Linked DNA regions of Anas platyrhynchos: region 2 is linked to region 1. A link is a contact called in public Hi-C data. All regions are on one chromosome and are shown on one strand. The core of a region is the stretch at or near the end of the contact, and the rest is flanking DNA. Distances in the headings are between cores, read along the strand shown. Region 1 overlaps SYBU (syntabulin). Region 2 holds the start of ENY2 (ENY2 transcription and export complex 2 subunit).

Region 1 (6,295 bases), core at 1,894-4,393:
CTTTAGCATGACAAAAGAGTAACTGTTCCGAGACTAACTATAGTCGACTGAGGCTCTGTTTTCTATTAGTTGTAATAAGCTAGTTATTGACTATGCTGAAAATTGGACTCCTGTTTTTTTTAGCAGTTCATTTTTCTCTAATTACAGGCAACAGAAGATAGCAGAAAGGGAAAAACGAGCAGCAGAACAACAGCGGAAGAAGATGGAGAAAGAGGCCCAAAGGCTAATGAAAAAAGAACAAAACAAAATTGGTGTAAAACTGTCCTAACAGAAACGACGCATCGGTGGCAGTGCCAGTGGGAAAAGAGAATTCCAGCTCTACAACATGCGTATTGGTATTGATATAAGTATTTCCAGGACTTCAGCACACTGCTCGGTTTCAATGCATTCTTCAGGTCATTCTTGGAAGCCAGAATTCTCCCAAAGTATCTTGAACTGCTAGTAGATGATTCTTTAAGGAGGAAAACAAAATCACAAAAAACAAAACACACACACAAAGTCATGCCTTGGTGAAATGAAGTTTCCTACAATAGTTCTATTCTAATACCCTTCTTTGCAGCAAAATTGATTGAGCAAGGATGTTGATTGAGAGAGACTCCTAATGAACAGCTCAAGCCTAGAGAAAAGAATGTAAATATTCAGTGGTGGGGAACCTACTGTATTGTCTGTGCTTACCTGAAACATGTAATTAAACAGTTTTAAATAACCCTTTGCTTCCTACTTGATACCAAAATGTCTGCTTTTGCCTTTTATAAAAGTATATATAAATACCTCAGTTTTATGCTGGAGAGATTTTGGAGGGAGTCCTGATGCGGTGCCAGTATTGTGCAGCAGCAGACACAACCCTGGTGTGATACCACTGCTGTTCTAGCTACACGTGCAGAGCACAGCACTGCATGGGCTGCTGCAGGGAAAGTTAGCTCCATCCCAGCCAGACCCAGCACAACATCATGCAGAAGATGATGACCTGTTATGGGTGACCTGCGGCTCTACGTGTACTCCTGGTGTGCTGTGGTAGAGGAGAGGTTACAGCTGAATGCTTCGCTGGGTTTCTCATCACTTCGGCACTTGCAGCTTCCTGTGTTACCGCACCCATTTACAACACTGTGGTGGCTACAGGCAGTGGTATCGCTGCACAACAGGGGCATGTTCTGCTCCCTGAGTGCAGGGGAGTGATTTAATTGTTTCTTGTGCAAGAAATACGTATTACCAATACAAAATTGTTACTTCCTACAGTTAGGAAAAAAATCCTGACGTCTCCTAGTCATTGCATAGGTAGTATAGTTGGGGAAAAAAAAAGTCTTAATAAAGTTAGTTTGGAAATTCTCAGTTCAGTTACCAGCACTCCTTGGATTCCCTTTATGTAGAGGTAGACTTCAGTGGTAGGTGGCACTGGCACAGGCTGCCCAGAGAAGCTGTGGATGCCCCATCCCTGGAGGTGCTCAAGGCCAGGCTGGATGGGGCTTTGGGCAACCTGGGCTGGTGGGAGGTGTCCCTGCCCATGGCAGGGGGGTGGGACTGGATGGGCTTTAAGGTCCCTTCCAACCCAAACCAAACTACACTGTTATCTCTGGAGCCATGATTCAATGGTGTGGGTTTGTATCTTGTAATTCACCTGTGAAAATTCACAGGTAAGTGAATTTTCACTTCTGTGCCTGAGACTTGTTCCCCATGCATACAGGGAACTATAAAGTTGCGAAAGAGTGGGGCTGGGTGGGAGCTTGCCTATGGTGTGCCCAGAAAAACAAAATTTCTAACTAAGTTGCAGGTTCTGACACGGGTTTTGCTTGAAAGATAATTAAGATAGCAAGGTCTTAGTGACTGGAAAGTTCTTAGCAAAAATGTTTGTTCTGCTTGTTGTGTTCCTTAAAGTCTTGCACAAGTTGACTGATTTGATAGAAATCTCAAATATGATGTCCTTGAGAACTGTTCAATTTCAAAATGCATTTTAGAAGGCAACAATATTCACTTTCATCCTTATTTTTTCTGTACAAGGGCTCTGGCTGGAGCAGAACAGATGGCTATATGCTCTGCAGACTGTACAACTGCGTGGCAAGTAAATCTTAGAGGGAACACTGGTAAAGTACCTGACTGGTGAGGTGAATGGGAGATAAGGGAATGGCTGGGAATAAGATTTAATAAAAATAGGTGTCTGTACTTTTAACCACACTGGTGAAGCGAGGCCCTCTGTGTCCTAACTTTCTTACACCTCCCAATACGGAGCTGAGACACCCTCAGGATGTGCTCGGTTTCTTTCCCTCCTGCTGCTGCAGGTCCTCCTTCCTCTCCACGCAGCCTCCTGGCTGTGCCCTTTATTTTCCCTTCGCTGGGAGCCAAACCTTCCTTGTTACTGCTGACTCTGGAGGACCGGCCTGCTGGGAGGGCTGGAAAATCCTCCTGTCCTTGGCTCTGCTGCAGTGTTCGTATCTGAAATGCCACGTGTTCATTTGTCTGAAGGGTTTTGGAACAAAATACTCATTTGGTCTCCTCATGTAGGACACGACGCAACTAAAGCAGGACTTTTGTTTGAGTGTGTGGCTGCAGTCTGGGATGTGGAAGAGGTAGCTGCTGGGGCGGAGGAAAGAAACAACTGAGTGGTCAGGAGCTAAATCAGCCTCGTGAGTGCGGGCACGGTGAGAGTGCAGCTTGTGGTAGGGCAGGTGCCTCTTGGCTGAGCACTAAAGAAAGTGGGGTTAGGAAGAGAAGTGTGTGATGGGGTTATCAGCAGCTGTCCCTGCGGCCTGGGAAGGATCTGTCATTCCCGTGCTATCCTGGAAGCCCCCTGCTGCTTCACCCCTTGCTGGTGAGCTGCTCGTCCTCCCCAGCTGCGTGATTTGAGGCAAAGATCTCTAGTGCTCTACTGGTATGGACATGAATTATTTCTAAATTAGGAGAAAAACAGGACTTTGCAGTGAGCTTTCTGCAGGCTGATGGTCCTCCTAGCTGCTCCGTGCAGCACCAGGGGAATGCAGCTGAGACGTGTCAAAGATCAAAGCTGAGTATTAGAGGCATTAAAAGCAAATGAAGATGGCATGTCTGCAGCTCAGCTGCTGTGTCCTCTGTGGATAGGGTAACAATGGCCATTTCCCCAGTCTGGGATTACAGCACTTATCTTGGTACTTCAGGCCTCTTACACAAGCACCGCGAGCTGTCCATCTCCTGGCAGTACAGCAGAAGGCAGAAGTGAGCTGAATTTTGGGTAGAGATCACAGCAAGGATTTTCTTTGGGTAGGTGATGGGAGCTCTGCAGCTCCTCGCTGAGCATAGCTGAATGGCTCCTGAGAGCTGAGCGAAGATTTTTTAAGGGCAGGAAGCAACTTTGCCATTATTCTAATGTTCGTGCCTCCTACCTTTTAAACAACCTGTTTACAACCACTGCTGCTACGTGGAGCCTGCCCAAAACAGGGTGTGAAGTGACTTGAGCCTGTTGAAATTTTAAACTTAAGCATGGGGAGGTTTGTGCTGCTTTGTTTCCTGCTTGCTACAGAAGAAACCTGGGTAGTCACAGGTGAATGTCTCTCCTGGAACTGGAGATCACTTTCTGCTCTAAGCTATGCTGCATTTCCCCACCACTCAAAGTGAAGAGCACTTAAACAACAGCAGATGTAACAGAGCAACCCAGAATTGTAATAAAGACATTAACACTGGGGCTAAGAATTCAGTCCATTTGACTTGAACAGACATTTTAAAATAGGAATTAGGCATTCTCCATTATGTTTTTTTCATTCAAACAGGAGACATTTAGGAATGGTGGGGTAAAAATAAGGCTACCTGTTTCTGTTAGTACAGCGTGGGTGCGGCCACAGACCAAGCGGAGCCTCCTCCTGCGGAGCGCTTCCTCTTGGAGCTGTGATTAGTTGTTCCTCACCCTAACTCTCTTCTCAGGGTCCCGATGGTTCCTTATGCCCTCACATGGAGCCTCCTTTGGCTATGTATGTGATACCTCATCTGAAACGGAGCATTTTTAACAGCTTTGCCACAATAAGACACTCGTACAGTGGTAAATTTTCTAACATGCTTTAATGAAATTGTGATTATAAAGGTAATTTATAATAAAGCTATTAAATAAACAATAAGTTAAAACACGATACATTTATAGATGGTATTTCACATGGCTCGAAAGACTATCAGGTTCCAATACATTAAGACTTTAAAACAACATTAATATTCAGAGTGTATCCACCCCTATATTTACCATTGTAACACGTTTCAAGACTCCCCCCCACTTACCATTTTTGGTTACAGTCCCCTCATACGTACAAGGCTAGTGGAATGCTCGAGCAACTGCAGGATTTGGAAGACCACTACACAAGACAGGCATGAACGATGTGCTAGAAGCTGCCTGGGAAATATGGATTGTTTTTTTTTAATTGAATTGACGTTTCAGACAACAAATGGAAAGCGCTAGCATGCTTTCTAGAGTACAGGTGTGATACACTTAGGGGAAACGAGCCTTCATCTTACTTAACGCTACAGTTTCACAAATGCTTTAGGTTAGTGCTGCCTGGAGAAATACCCCACCTTCCTCTTGCCATTTGTTCCCAGATGCATCACATGCTGCCCTTCAGCCAGTGCACAATGTTTGTGCGTTTGCTCAATGAATCAGGCAGGGAAACTGAGCTTAAACTAACTCAGCAAGCGAACCCGAAACGGTGCTAGCTGTAATTCTGCTCGCTGCCCCTGATCCTGTTCACTGGGCAGGTGCACTGACACAAGAAAGATGCCAGCAGAGGGCAGGGACCCGGTGACTGGGCGCAGGAGGACTATTTCTGCAGGCAGCAATACAGTGCTACGCCAGTTACCAACATTTTGTGAAACTGCAGGGTTCAGCTTTGTCATTTTGGAACAAAGAACATGTTTTCGAACCAAGTTATAGTGCAAATCAAATAGTCAAGAGCAAAACAATGTAGTCTGCCAGAACATACAGTATCTCTCTTATCACCCCTCATTCCCCCCCCCTCCTCCCCAAATGCCTCAGCCCCTGGTGCCCCGTGACTGAGCAGAAATTAGATTTTGATGTTGAAGGGTGTACGACGCAGTGAGTGCAGAGCCACCAGGCAGCACCCACGCAGCAGTGTTCCGATATTGTACATGGGGTCTACTCCTCCTCTCTGTGTGCTGAAGGCCCACATGACAGTGGGCACGACGGGGGCTGCTACCGCCAGGATATCTACCAGGAGGCTGCTGTTCCAGTGCTTCTTCGTTATTCCTGTCTGAGAGCAAGTATTCACATACCCAAACTCTTCATCATGTGGCTCTGTAAAATCCAGTTCTTTCATGACCCGGTTATCATTAACTTCACAATCCACGTTTCTGTGTGGAGACTCCACAGAAGGCAAAAATTTGGCAGAGTTCGGACTGTTTGGAGTTAAGTCCATTACCATACCAGAATCCAGATCGTAGATTCCAGAAGAAAACTCACTCAGTTCCTTCGGTGAGGAAGGTGGTCTAGGGGAGGAATCTTGAGATATGAAGACATTTTGAATGAACCACTCCATTTTCAGGCCACGTGGCACGTCGGTCTGAACGGACTGTTCCACTGTCATGTTGCTGCTTTCCTCCTCTTTCTTAGAAGAAGACAGTTTTTCATCAGAAGCAGTTTCACGTGTCTCTCGATCCACAGCAGAACTGGAGGAAGATGGATCGCTCCCTTCAGAACTTGCGGTGGTTGAACTCTCCTTAAATAAATTGCTCTCGTTACTTTTGTTGCTTGTGTCCTCAGTGTCCTCTCTCCTAAACGCCTCACTGTCGCCCATCTCCCCCAAAGCCTGGTCCTCTGTGATGAGGCTGCCTGGAGTCTTGACATACAGTGCTAACGGCTTCCCTGGAGAGTCAGACACATACTCGTCGCTCAGAGAGCCTCTGTGAGCCATCTCCATCTTGTGCAGCAACGATTCCAGTTTCTTGTTTTGAACACTTATGTCTATGAAATATTTCTGAATGCCTTTGTCTTTATCTGCCAAGTTGTTCTTCATGGTTTCAATAACCTGCTTGAGTTGTTTAATTTCCTTCTTTGCTTCCTTTAAGGCCAGCTGTGCCTCCACACGGCAACACTCCTCTTCAATCCAGTCCTCCCTCATGCGTTCCAGCTGAGTTTTCAGCTCTTCTATTTCCGTCTCCCTGTAGCAAAAGAAAAATGTTGTAGCACTTGTGCTGACTGGCCAGCTAGAGTCAACAAAAGGCTCCACTGCACTGGGATGGCTAGGCAGAGGAGGTGCTCCACAGAGGAGGCAAATTCCTCCACGTGCCACTTGCTGACACTGCTGAGAGTCAGCAGAGCTGTAAGGTGGCTGCC
Region 2 (6,295 bases), core at 1,679-4,178, 40 kb before region 1:
ATTCTTATTTATTTGACATTTTCTTCAGCTATTATATTTTATTATTCACTCCCAATTCAAGGAAATAAAAGCAAACTTCCTGTCCCTGTCATATAATGTCAATTTGCGTGTTAATTGATTCGTGAAGTGATTCGAAAAAGCCAGGGCCTACAGGCCATACCTGGTCTTTACAACTCACCCCATTACTTCTGCCCAACATGCAAGCCCAGCTGTGGGAAGATGCCCTCAGTATAACACAAATGGAGACCACAGAGAGCAGGAAATACAGAGTCCAGGTACAGACCATCTCTGTAGTATAAGGAAACTGCCTTGAAGTAAGCAGAAAAAAAAAAAAAAAAGGGAGAAAGAGCCAGCTGCATGGCCCAACGACAGGCTGAAAGAGACAAACAGAACATCTAGAAGACGCATATAGAGCCTAGATTGGTTTAGATTTCAGATTACTAATTAAAAGGTGGAAAAGAAAAAAAACAAAAAAAGAAAATGGGTTTCTATTCTCCAGTAGACTGATAGCTGTATACACACACAAACACACCAGAATGCAGTATTAATGATTAATGACAGCAATTTAGTATTAATGATTTAGTAGGACAGCCACATAAGTTGGACTGAAAATAAGTCAGGGTCCTTGTGCTGTGGGAAGCAGATAAAGAAAAGAACACATCGACTTCTATCACACAGGTTACTGCAACTGTTATGGAAAACATCTCAATGGAGAGATCCATTAGGATCTCTCATCAGTTAAATAATCAAATTCTGTAATCCTCATCTGTTTAGAATAGGTATGCAGTAAACTTATCTGAGAACCACACAGCTTGTTTGACATTTTACATACAGAACATCATAGTAAGGATAAAACTATATATCCTCGTAAGGGGGTGTTGAGAGGCAGGAGACCTTTTTTCCATTAACACCAGTGACAGGACCCACGGGAACGGGGTTAAGCTGAGGCAGGGGAAATTTAGGCTTGACATCAGGAGGGGGTTCTTCACAGAGAGGGTGGTTGCACACTGGAACAGGCTCCCCAGGGAAGTGGTCACTGCACCGAGCCTGACTGAATTTAAGAAGAGATTGGACTGTGCACTTAGTCACATGGTCTGAACTTTTGGGTAGACCTGTGCGGTGTCAAGAGTTGGACTTGATGATCCTTAAGGGTCCCTTCCAACTCAGGATATTCTATGATTCTATGATTCTATATATATGTATATAATTAAAATGGACAACTTAATTTCTACATGAAACACCTCACTTGTTCAAAAAGAACATTCATATTTTAGCAAGACAGTCCAAAAATATCTTAAAAACCAGCTTTGCAAAACTTTAATCTCAAAACCAAGACACAGAACTAAGAAGCTGTACTTATACTACATGAGTTGTTGCTACTTCTGACAGAGCTGTAAGATGCTCCTAACACACACAATTTTACATTTGAATGGTATTTTAAAAGGCAGCACCTACACCTTAGAGTAAAGTCTTAGAGTGGAAATGTTAAACTACATAACAAAAATGGCACTGTCATTAGGTTTTTCAGTCCTATCATAGGTCTACATATAGTACTGTCTAACTTTCATTCACTCATCCTTTGATACACAATTCACACACAACACATCTTTTGCCCCGGTATTAAAATAAAGTACTTAACACAAAGGTAAAAGCAATTCTTAATGGATAACTCGGAAGACTGGTGTATTGCCTGGTACATGTATAGACAAGGTCAGCTTGCCCAAATAGTACATTACTGTCTGGTCTTTACAAAAAAGAAAGGAAAGAAAAAGAAGAAAAGTAGATACTTCATGTACCTTACAACAGACTCAGATTTCACCCATCAATAAAGCTAGAATGCTGAGCAATTTCAGGGGAGCATGGGTATGTATGTGGGCCCATACCCCATATGGCTCAGCAAATTGAGGACTGAGATAATTGACCCACTGGCAGAGCAGCTCCTTAAATGCTGATATTGCTTAGTAGAAGAAACAGAGCATGGAGTGAAGAGCCTGACCATCCACCTGTGAACAACAAGCAAAGAAAAATGGCAGTTTGCAGAAAACTGTGTAAGACTACACTAACTGAATCACAGAATGTTAGGGGTTGGAAGAGACCTCAAAAGATCACCTAGTCCAATCCCCCTGCTGCAGCAGGAGCATGTAGATCAGCTCACACAAGAACGCGTGCAGGGGGGTTTTGAATGTCTCCAGAGAAAGAGACTCCACAGCCCCCCTGCGCAGCCTGCTCCAGTGCTCTGTCACCCTCACTGTGAGAAGTTTCTTCTCACATTTAAGTGGAACCTCCTATGGTCCAGCGTGCACCCATTGCCCCTTGTCCTATCATTGGATGTCACTGAGAAGAGCCAGGCTCTGCTCTCCTAACGCTCACCCTCCACGCGTTATAAACGTTAATAAGGCCTCCCCTCGGTCTCTTCTTCCCCAGGCTGAACAGACCCAGCTCCCTCAGACTCTCCTCATAAGGGAGATGCTCCACTCCCTTCATCCCCCCCCGTGGCTCTGCGCTGGGCTCTCCAGCACCTCCCCGTCCTTCTTGAGCCACAACACCCCAGATCCCTCCGACCCACCCCCAGCCCCGGCCTTCCCCACAGCCCCCAGCGGGTCCGGGCGGCTCCGTGTCCGCCAAGCGAGCGGGACGGGTCCCGCCGCCATGCCGCGGCCCTGTCAGAGCGCGGAGGGGAGGGCCGGGCAGGCCAGAGGAGGGCAGTGGCCGCCCGCCTGCAGCGCCGCCGCTCACCGTCGGCCAGCCCGAGGCGGTAGCAGGCCAGCGGCTCCAGGGACAGCTTGTAGCCCTCGAAGCGGGGCTCCAGCAGCAGCCGCTTGGCGCGCAGCGAGCAGCTGGTGGCGGCCGCCATGTCGGGGCTGCGCGGGGCCCCTCAGCACCGCCCGCCAGCAGCGCCGCCGCCGCGGGGCACGCTGGGAGTTGTAGTTCCGCCCCGAAGGCTGCTGCCGGGAGGAGCCCTCAGCCCTGGAGCACGCCGGGAGCTGTGGGCGCCCAGCTCGACGTGGCCGCGCTAACTACATTTCCCAGCGGGCCCTGCGAGGAGGGAGCGGGTGGTGAGCGCCCGGCCCGCTCGGTTCGGTCCGGCTGTGGGGGGGGCGGGGTAGGGGCTGAGGCGGCCGGGGCGCTGAGGGGGGGGGGGGCTGCGGGTGAGCGGTGGCAGGGGGCGGGCGTGGAGCCCCAAAATGGCCTGGGGGGAAGGGACCCGAGCCCTGACTCCAGCCCTGCTGTGGGCAGGGACACCTCCTGCCCGCCCAGGGTGCCCGCAGCCCCATCCATGAGGGGCACCTCAGGGATGGGGCAGCCACGGCTCCTCTGGGCAGCCCCCGCCCGTGTCCCCCCCGTTGCGTTCTCGCAGCCCCGTCGGTGTCGGTAGCCTCGTAATTTTCTGCTTCCCCGCCTAGGTCAGCTTTGCACCATGAATAAGGACGCCCAGATGAGAGCCACCATTAACCAGAAGCTGATCGAAACGGGGGAGCGGGAGCGGTAAGTGGGCAGTGGGCGTTGGGCGCTGCCGCCAGACGGGAGCGGTGCCTTGGTCAGAACACCACGAAAACACCGAAATTTTAAATGGCTGAATAAAAATATTATCATCTGAACGCTTCTCTGATTTTACCCTTTGAATAAAGGATGGGGTGGTTGGCCTGAGAACTCCAAAGCTTCTTTGTCTGGCAGGTTGTGTTGGGGAGCTCCTGGCTTACGCACAACTTGTTAAAATACAAGTTTTTGCAGTTAAATCTTATTATTTCATGATATGAGGCAACCCTTGCTTTTCTGCTTTTGAAGTTTTCTTCTGTGTTCCTATGTGTTCTTTTGCCGGGGAAAGAAATATATAGTAGAATAAAACAGCACCCATAGAAGTCATGGTAGAGAGCCCAATAAAGGCCAACAAGTAAACTACGTGGTGTATTGTGGCAGCTGGTTTTCAGCCTTTTGTTGTCTTTTCACTGTTTTGTTTCCATTATATTCATGCAACATCAGCATGCTTTTAATGTTCCACGCCTCACTTCAGTGTAGGTGTAACCATACCCAAAAAGCTCAGTTTTCTTCATTGTCTAGGCCTGTATAAGGAGCCTTCTTCCTAGGTCATTACACAGCCAGGTACCTACCGTAACTTCATGCAGACTGACAAGGTGCCTGTGCTCTCCTTCCCACCTAGCTGTGACCAGCCCCTTTCTTGATATGGTGCTGGGACCAATTTTATTCTAGGGATAGAGTAATCAGAGTTTTGACAGAATGTCAAAAGTTGTATTGTCAACAAATTTGACAGGAGACCAAGCACTCAGATTTCTTGACTTTAAGAAATACCCAGTAGTAGTGAATTTGACGTACATTGTTGTTTTGCTTTTTCTTAGCAGTTTGTCTTCCCTCTATACAATTAATGGAGTAAAAAGGATTAGAACTACCAAGTTCAGCTTCTTGCTGCAGTCCAGTTACTCAGAAAAAAAGAATTTTGCTAAGGTAGTTCAGGGTGGTACAAGATAAGTCAGCTTATTTCATCTAGTTGATGAAATAAAAGGTGAAGATACTGCTTTAATTTTCTCTTCTTCTGTTTTTCAGTAATAACTTTTTAGTTTAGTTTCCCTTCAGTATTCTCTTTCAATACACATAGTAAATGTATCATTGTTTCTTACTCACATAGTTTCTAGTCACACTTAGGAAGCAATACAGTGTTTGTTTTAGTTTAATTGATTAAAATTAAGTAGAAAAGATTCCTTATATATAACAAAGTAGATTTCTGTTGTTTAATTGGTAAGGTTTCTCAGTTCCAATTTGAATTTGAAACACCAAAACACTTTTCAAATAAATTTTAAAATAAATAAATAAATAAAAACTTCTGCAATTGCATTATATACGTGGAGATTTCTTTAATTCTTACTATGCTACTACAAGATGTAAGATTCCTTTCCCTTATTCTTCACCCAAAACAAAGTAAAGCATAACTGGGGAGACAGCTGAAGACAAAAGTAGCACCAAATTCTTGTTTCAGAAAGGATGGGAGACGGCTTTATGTTGAAAGTCTTGTTTAAACTAAATATTCCAGCTTTGAATGTTGGCATACATTTGCAACAGAGTAGTCTCAGGTAGTTCACGTGATTCTACATCTTTTCTGTGGCTGCAGCATCAATGCTACCTTAAGAAAGATTGAGTTAGCTTCTGAACCAACTCCTTCTCATAGTCCAAACGTTGTACACTGAAACTGATACTCATTCAGGATGGGATTCACATGCTATTCAGCCATTTCTGCTGCTGGTCTGGAAATTCTACTATGAGTAGTAACCATGGGCTTACTTTTCATGCTGAAGCATATTTGAGCTTGCTGGGAATGTGTGCTGTTCCTAATAATTTTGTTTATTGTCTTAATAGCCTTAAAGATTTGCTGAGAGCCAAGTTAATTGAATGTGGCTGGAAGGATCAGTTGAAGGCACATTGCAAAGGTAATTGGTGGTCAAATAAATAATCCTTTGTAGTCAACTGAGGTTGTGGTCAAATAAAGGTCCCATGTGAAAACTTTTACTGTCTAACAGTCAATTTAAATTGTATTTAGGGAAGCAAAAATATCCCTGGCAGTTGTTTTCATGTGCAAGAAAGCATCTTGCCATCTTCGCCAAAAAAAATCTTGAAGCTTTTCTCTGATCTGAAACTCAATAAGTGCCTGAGAAAAAAATTGAAATCAGTTCCCTAAATATTCATGACCATACAGCTTCTTGTTTTGAGAAAGATGAATTCTTACACAACTTAAAAATATAAAAATAATTGTGTCATTTGCATACAGGAGAGAAAAATATGCATTTTTACTGCTTTTGAATACAATTCATGAAAATAAGATCATCTCTCTAATTGAGAGAAAACAAGCTGATGAACCTCTGCATACCCACAATTTCAGCGTTAAATCAACTATAATTACTAAAGTTTACTGACTTCTATGAAACTGTTATTTTATAAATAGTATTTCAGCCTCCAGAAGTATTACTACATGGTCAAATTTGCTTAGCATAAATAACATATCCTTTGAGCTTTCACTTTTATTCTGATTTGGTCTATCAGCCGAAATTTTTATGGGGCTGTGTATGACAAATTGTTTTCATAGGTGCATTTGCAGAGAATGCTGATGCCAGTGCTACGGATTACCCATTTCAATAGTACGGGTAATAAAGGGAAAGTATATATGCCTTTTCAACTATACGTTTTGTAATCTGCTGTAGTAAAGTTATTTGGAATTACTGAATTTATGTTTGTATTTTGAACTGTAACTGCAGCTGCTGAGAAGGCAAATATAAGTTCAGTTGTCCTT

The links. Hi-C and Micro-C count contacts between places; a contact is called where the count stands out from the background.
Region 2: a contact with region 1 is called in a Hi-C map of liver, with 1.8 times the contacts expected there. The contact joins the promoter of ENY2 here to the enhancer-like site in region 1. A contact is called at or near these places in 2 of 8 Hi-C or Micro-C datasets (liver and subcutaneous adipose tissue).

What each region holds. Positions count from the first base shown.
Region 1 is chr2:18,245,864-18,252,158 of IASCAAS_PekinDuck_T2T, reverse strand. SYBU (syntabulin) reads right to left here. Exons shown (of 7, transcript XM_027452617.3): 7 at 4,002-6,120. The coding sequence ends at 5,007. EBAG9 (estrogen receptor binding site associated antigen 9) reads left to right here. Exons shown (of 6, transcript XM_038174423.2): 6 at 148-706. The coding sequence ends at 268. Among named protein-coding and RNA genes, the nearest start is that of EBAG9, 21 kb to the left of the region's middle. Within about 2 kb of position 3,143, at least 4 of the 8 cell types and tissues checked have an H3K27ac peak or open chromatin away from gene starts, as enhancers often do. A contact at or near this core is called in subcutaneous adipose tissue, where this site is marked.
Region 2 is chr2:18,285,753-18,292,047 of IASCAAS_PekinDuck_T2T, reverse strand. ENY2 (ENY2 transcription and export complex 2 subunit) reads left to right here and starts at 2,928. Exons shown (of 5, transcript XM_027452611.3): 1 at 2,928-3,056; 2 at 3,405-3,486; 3 at 5,368-5,438. The coding sequence starts at 3,419. NUDCD1 (NudC domain containing 1) reads right to left here and starts at 2,920. Exons shown (of 10, transcript XM_038174574.2): 1 at 2,737-2,920. The coding sequence starts at 2,854.